2 separate regions of the Zea mays genome follow, and region 1 is linked to region 2. Evidence: chromatin contacts called from public Hi-C data. All regions are on one chromosome and are shown on one strand. Each heading gives the region's core, a stretch centred on a gene start, on an enhancer-like site or on the middle of the called end of the contact. The rest is flanking DNA. Distances are from core to core; before and after follow the strand shown. Region 1 holds the start of LOC103651303 (phosphoethanolamine N-methyltransferase 1-like). Region 2 holds the start of LOC100383754 (D-cysteine desulfhydrase 2 mitochondrial).

The links. A called contact is a pair of places that touch in the nucleus more often than the background predicts.
Region 1: a Hi-C map of tassel shows a contact between it and region 2, with 2.4 times the contacts expected there. The contact joins the promoter of LOC103651303 here to the promoter of LOC100383754 in region 2. A contact is called at or near these places in 3 of 25 Hi-C or Micro-C datasets (ear, leaf and tassel).

The regions. Positions count from the first base shown.
Region 1 is chr3:211,674,571-211,677,962 of Zm-B73-REFERENCE-NAM-5.0, reverse strand. It overlaps LOC103651303 (phosphoethanolamine N-methyltransferase 1-like), which reads left to right and starts at 1,619. Exons shown (of 12, transcript NM_001320968.2): 1 at 1,619-1,843; 2 at 1,988-2,124; 3 at 2,290-2,427; 4 at 2,501-2,638; 5 at 2,804-2,947; 6 at 3,090-3,200; 7 at 3,286-3,392. The coding sequence starts at 1,816.
Region 2 is chr3:211,477,707-211,481,211 of Zm-B73-REFERENCE-NAM-5.0, reverse strand. It overlaps LOC100383754 (D-cysteine desulfhydrase 2 mitochondrial), which reads right to left and starts at 2,050. Exons shown (of 6, transcript NM_001366833.1): 1 at 1,720-2,050; 2 at 1,587-1,629; 3 at 545-859; 4 at 79-208. The coding sequence starts at 2,028.

The DNA.
Region 1 (3,392 bases), core at 370-2,869, 200 kb before region 2:
ATTTCACTTGTTGTGTGAATTACACATGAAATCACTCTAAGTATCAAGTTCACTTTACCATTTTCATGTGGAGACTTGAGGTTATATTCTTATAAAATGTTTATTAGTTTTGGTAACTTATTTTCATTTTGATGATTTTATGCAAAATAAATTAATACACGCACATAGGCTAAAAATTCATGAATTTTACAAAAAAAAGTGACATATGTACACATATAATACAGAAAATGTTTATACTCAAGGAGTGGATACATGATTACAACATGATATGTGTGCAATGATGTCTTACACGATATCCGACAAAAAATTCGTTACCGACAATATCCGTGTCCGACTAGTTCCGTATTCGACACACAGCTATCCGTATTCGTATCCGAGAACATCCGTATTCGTATTCGTATCCGAAGCTATCCGTATTCGAATTCGAATCCGAATAAAAATATGAAAACAAATATGGTTTCAGTGATATCCGTCCGTATTCGATCCGATTACATCCCTACATGGGATGACACCAGGAGACCATGAGCATGATGGACTACGTTGGGGAAGGCTACAGAAGCGAGGGCAACGTTAGGGACGGGGCATGGGGGGTCGACACCAGTGAGGTGGCTCAGTGGCAGGGCATGCTCGGCGCGGGCGAGTCTCCACAAGCGCGTGGTCTAGCAGGGCAGTCTCAACAAGCGTGGGGTGCTTGTGCGGCGGCACATATGTGGTGGGTAGTGGTGCGGTTCGGCGTTGACTAGAGCGCGAAGACACAAAAAAACACGTGAGGAAGAAAGAACACATGAGGAAGAAAGATAAGTAGTTGTCCTATATACCTAATTTTCGACGGTCATACGCCAAAATTAAACCTTTAATTTTAGATGGCTTGCAGAAAGTCACCGAAAGTAAAATTTTTTTTCGGTGGCCACGTGTCAATTGCCGAAAATTAGATTATGTAAACGGTTTTAAAGGTGAGGGGGTGAAGTAAACCACTCTCTAAAGGTCAGAAGTCATGTAAACTTATTCTATAAAAATGGATCCAGCTTCTTTTCAACTTATACTTTTCTCGTCCTTTAGCTAAAATAAGATATAATATTTTTTTCTTATCGATTTAATATCTGATATGTTAACCATATGTTCCATATTAAATTTATTTTTTATTGGTAACAAATATGATTGTGTTGTTCCTATAAAAAGGGTTTAGCTCCTTTTGAACTCATACATTTTTTGGTCTTTTGGTTAAGATAACATATAATATTTGTTTTTATCAACTTGATATCTGATATATGAACTATATGTTCATTTAAATATTAAATTTATTTTTTTTGGAAAATAAATATGATTGTGTGCCGTCGCAACACATATGATTATACTAGTAATAGTCTATGGCACACTTTTACATGTAAATAGATAATGTATCATATATGGATATATTATAAACGCCATGCGAATACGGTGGCGGTTAAAGAAACTTTCCCGTGGAATCCGACATGGTCCGGCAATGATTGCAATAATGGAAATGGAAAAGGACGCCGGCGCAGCCGCGCAGTGCAGCATCCACTCACAGCGGGAGAGGGGACCGGTCATCACGGTTGATCGTGGCAAATATCAAAATCTCTCCCATTCCACTGCCCCTACCACAGTTCCACTGGCCTTCGCTTCGCCACGGTTCTCGCCTCCTCGCATTCTAAACATCGCCATGATTCGGTGGTTCTGAATGCATCTCCTGTAACCACCGGGCCCGGAGCTTCTCCCAAGCCCGCGTCGCCGTCGAGGGCTGTTAACCTGGCAACACTCTCACCAACCAACAAACAAACGCGCGGGGTCGCTGTAATGGCCGCCGCCGCCGCCGCTGTGAATGGTAAGCGATCGGTCCGTTGCACGCTCATTTAACGTTTGAATTGGTTTGAGATAACTGTCGAGCACATGGCGTGCAGGTTTTGTATGAGAATTGAGTCCTGGAGTTGACTGCGGGGACTGATGGTTTCTGGCTGTGTTGTTGCAGGGAGCCTAGACCGCCTAGACGTGCATGAGAGGAAGGCGCAGAAGAGCTACTGGGAGGAGCACTCTGGGGAGCTCAACCTCGAGGCCATTATGCTCGACTCCCGTGCCGCCGAACTCGACAAGGAGGAGCGCCCCGAGGTGATTTATCCCGCGACGATATTTTTCACTCGGCTTTTTTTAGTTTTAGTTCGTATGTTTGTGATTCATCAGCTTGAACATGACTACATGAGGACGTGCTAATGCTCGTGCGATCGTAGCCTTGTACGCTTCAAATTTTGATGTACCGGTGCTTCTTTTTTGTAGGTTCTGTCTTTACTTCCTTCATATGAAGGGAAATCTATACTGGAGCTGGGAGCTGGAATAGGTCGCTTTACTGGTGAACTGGCTAAAACATCTGGGCATGTTTTTGCAGTGGATTTCGTTGAAAGTGTGATTAAAAAGGTACTGAAATTTACACTCCCCCGTGATGTAAATATTTTCAGGGCTTCGTAGCTGAAATTTGATCGTTTTGTAGAATGGAAGTATAAATGATCACTATGGCAACACGTCCTTTATGTGTGCTGATGTTACATCCACGGACCTGATGATTGAAGCAAACTCCATTGATCTGATATTTTCAAACTGGTTGCTGATGTATCTTTCAGATGAGGAGGTAAGGATCAAACCGTACGTTAGAATCATAAACTGGTTCAAGGTCTATCGCTAAAGAAAAAACTTAACTGCAACTTTTCGTGTGGATAAGGTTACATTTATCATTTGACCTGAATTGGGATATGTTTGTCCCTTCCGATTTTTCTAACTGTCTCTCTTACTGTAGATTGACAAGTTGGTAGAAAGAATGGTAAAATGGTTGAAGGTCGGTGGTTATATCTTCTTTAGGGAATCTTGCTTCCATCAAACTGGAGATACAGAAAGGAAATTTAACCCAACACACTATCGAGAACCAAGGTTTTATACCAAGGTGAGAATGCACCCCCCCCCCCCCCCCCCCTATGATTTCAGTCAATTCAAATCTTTCTGTTCTTACCCACTCCACTCTTTAGTTTTCTTAGATTGAGTACCAGCTTTCTATGAATTTGCTGATAATGTCTTTTCCCATCTAGGTATTTAAAGAATGCCAAACCTTTAATCAGGATGGCACTTCCTTCAAACTTTCTTTGATTACATTCAAATGCATTGGAGCTTATGTAAACATCAAGAAAGATCAAAACCAGGTACTTCTCTGTCCTCACACCTACACATAGACTTGCGCTTTCATTCCTATGAAATAAGTGATTAACATGACTTCATTGTTTCCAGATATGTTGGCTATGGAAAAAAGTAAACTCATCAGAAGATGGGGGATTTCAAAGTTTTTTGGACAATGTGCAGTACAAAGCCACTGGAATACTACGCTATGAACGTAT
Region 2 (3,505 bases), core at 801-3,300:
ATGGGACATTTATTTATGACTGATTGTTTAGTTTCCACAATTTTTGTCAGAATGTGCAGGTATTTGTATCAAACGCACCCTAGACATACCGCTCCAAGAGCTAACCCCACAGCAGTTGTTCCTGTTCCAGAATCTACCACGATATGAACTTTCTCATCCTTTCTAAATAATGTCAAACCAGAAAGATACTTCAGTAGCCGCATGACACCTGAAGAGAGAATAAATCATGTGAAAAGTAGCAAAATAACTTTATCGAGCTCCAGTAAAAGTTTTCCTTTTACAAATCTGAAATCTCAGAACAGATATAAGAAATAAACATATGCTGGTGCAAAGTACTTGATAATAGTGATCTTAATGCTCAGAATTTAATTTCTCAGTCCTGATGAAATACAGCTTGAATATGATGAAGTGAAACCAGTGACCAGTCAAAGCTGCATGGACTAGAATATGATCCTATCAATTTATTTTGTTTTATTGGCAGTACAAACATCATGTGTAATCATGAATGATAAATGGAAACTAGCCAAAAAGAATCGCTCCTTACCAAGCAGTGCTTGAACACTACCTGCCCCTTCCTTAACAATCATCACTCTTCTTGAACCATTTCCATCAGTGGTGTCCTCATCTACACCCAAACCCTTTCCTATAACTTCATCTGCCCACATCACTGTGCCACTATATCCTGCAACCTTTATGGCATGCTCATAAAGCATCTCGTCTCTTTGGGCATACAAAGACCGAGAGACATATGTCACATTGCCAAACATCAATGAGATGAGATTATACCCTGTGGGAACATCCAGTTGCTCGCCTCTCAGCAGTATATGTGGCCTGATTCCCCATTCGGCACAGTGAACCGCTGATACATGCAGAGAAAATAAATTGTTAGGGAAACGAAAAAACATTAAGTACCATTCAAAGTTCTAAATCTCCAGCTATAGCTGCCACTATATCCAGATACAGCTGTTTGTAGAGTGTAAAGCTATATGCTCCTATAGTCCTATACTCCTATGTACAACTTAGCCACTACAGCCCGATTAGCCCTGGTCACTAAATGCCTTAGCCCACTATTTACAACACTAGTACCATTCACATGGAAAAGCTCATCCAAAAACAAAAATTGGATTTAAACATGTGTACATTACACAAATCTATATCTATAATAGATGGAGGCCAGTAGCATTCATTAATTGCTATAAAGTACAATCCTCATGAAGCCACATCACCCAAATCAGCCACCAGTTGTCTGATATTTCTTTTGATTCCACCTCATTTAACTGTGTCCAGTAGTAATCGTTAACTAAAGGTCAATCCTCATGAAGCAACTCATCTCTTACAACCACCGTGCAGCCGTGCAGGCATATACACCTTTTATTCATTCATATTTCATACACCACACGGTTTGGCTTGGTTTTAGGAGCCTCTTCTTTCATAGAGAGATCATTTGAATTATTTTTCAATTCCCACAGCAATGCGCACTGGGAGATCACCTAGTCTATATTAAATAATATGGGCGATTCGAGCAAACAAATTTGCAGGGATATATTGGAACTCAACAAGTAAATTTACAGAAGTATGTGACGCACCGATAGCTGCGGCATGGGCGCTCTGGCAACCCCCACATGTAACCTGCAATTGGGAGTTTGAGACAGTGAGAATTACCAATATATCATAAAACTAGATGCAAAGCGAGGAAAGGGGCTGGCGAGATGAACGGACGATGTCAGTAACGCCGCAGCGGCGGAGGATGGGCAGGAGGGCGTCGAGCTTGCGCGCCTTGTTGCCGTTGGCGAGCGGGTGGAGGAGGTCGTCCCGTACTACGTGGAACTTAGTACTGCCACTCTCTCCCTCGTTGCCGCCGCTATTCCTGAGCAACATCGTGAGGTTGGAGAAGGCGAAGTCGCGACGGGAGGGAAGTACGGAGATGGTGTGGACTTGCGTGGCCGGAGACGGAAGCATCCATTCAGTGGCGGATAAGAAGCTTGTTACCATGCGTCCACCGGCGACGAGCGCCGGCGTCGGCCGCATAGGGTTGAGGAAGTCAGCGGCGCCAGGAGTGGTATCTGACGCTAGCCGCAGCGGTTCCCTAAATTTTTCTTCTATATTATTTTTTTACGTCACATCGTCAACATTTCACCCCTATTTTTTCATCTCCCACAACGGTTTCCTCTAAATACTCCCTTTATACATCACTATAACTATAAAATATTATTTTATATATCTACTATCAATTTTTTATCTACTAACAATTACTCATGTACCACAGCACAGTAACGTAGGGGATGAACAGTGAACCCCTAGATTGAGGGGGAGAGAGAAGAGTGTCGATGCTTAGAGTAACGTGTAGGGGGCAGCGCTGCGGGGTCAGAAGAGGGAGTTGTAGCCGCTACGAAGGGGAGGGGGATGCTCAGCACTATCCACTGCGGCCAGTCTGAAGGTACAACACACCACAGACGGATAGACCACACACACTGACACACTCTAGGATTGTCCAAACAAGCCCGTACCCAAGAACAAGAGGCAAATATGCAAGGCCAAGACATCATGTTTTTTTTGGAAAAATTGCACTAAACAAAAAATCAATTTAAAAATTGCTAAAATCAAAATTAATTAGGTCACAATAGAAAATTCGTTGCAAATTTTAATGCTGGGCTATCTAATAAAATTGTGCAATTAGAAGATAGTGCAAACACTTCTGCAAATGATCAATTAATAAACAAAAAATGACAAATTAAAAGCAAAGCTAACAACTCACAAGAAGCATATGATAGTTTGCTTGATAAAATAGAAATCCTTCGTAAATCTCTACTAATCCTTAAGACGATAGTGTAGACCAGGCACAACTGTGCCCCCGCCTGTATCCCAACCGTCCGATTGCGTCCATCCCCACCGTCCGATCCCACTCCCGCTACCGCAGCCGCCCCCGCTTCCATCCTCGACATGCGCGCAGCCGCCCGCGCCCCCGCCTCCTTCCCCGCGCAGCCCCCCCCCCCCCCCCCCCCCCCCCGCCGCGCGCAGCCGCTCGCTCTTCTGCCCCCTTACGATCCGCTCGCCGCCAACAACCTCTACGCCAGCCGCTCCAACGGCGCCCCGCAACCCCTGCTCCAACCTCGGCAACAGCACGGCTTCAACCTCGCGCCAGTACCTGCCCCATCCCCGCACGCCATCTCCTCTCTGCCAGATCCGTCGCCTGCCGGTCCTCATCCTCGTCGCCCAACAGTTGTGCGTGCCGGATCTGGCGGATCCGCCGCCTCCGCTCGCCATCCAAATACAGGCGCCAGTACCTGCCCCATCCCTGCACACCATCCTCCCCTCCATTCGCACATGTGCCTATGCGTCCCGCCTCCCCCTACATGCAAGAGCAAGCGATCGCAGATGGCGTCGAATGCCGCACAAGAAACAAGTCATCCTTATCCATATTAATGACAACAACCATCCCTCGCTATGCCTAGCCACCGATGGCAAATAAGGAGGAGCAAGGGCAGGGGCTGGGCGGACGAAGTTT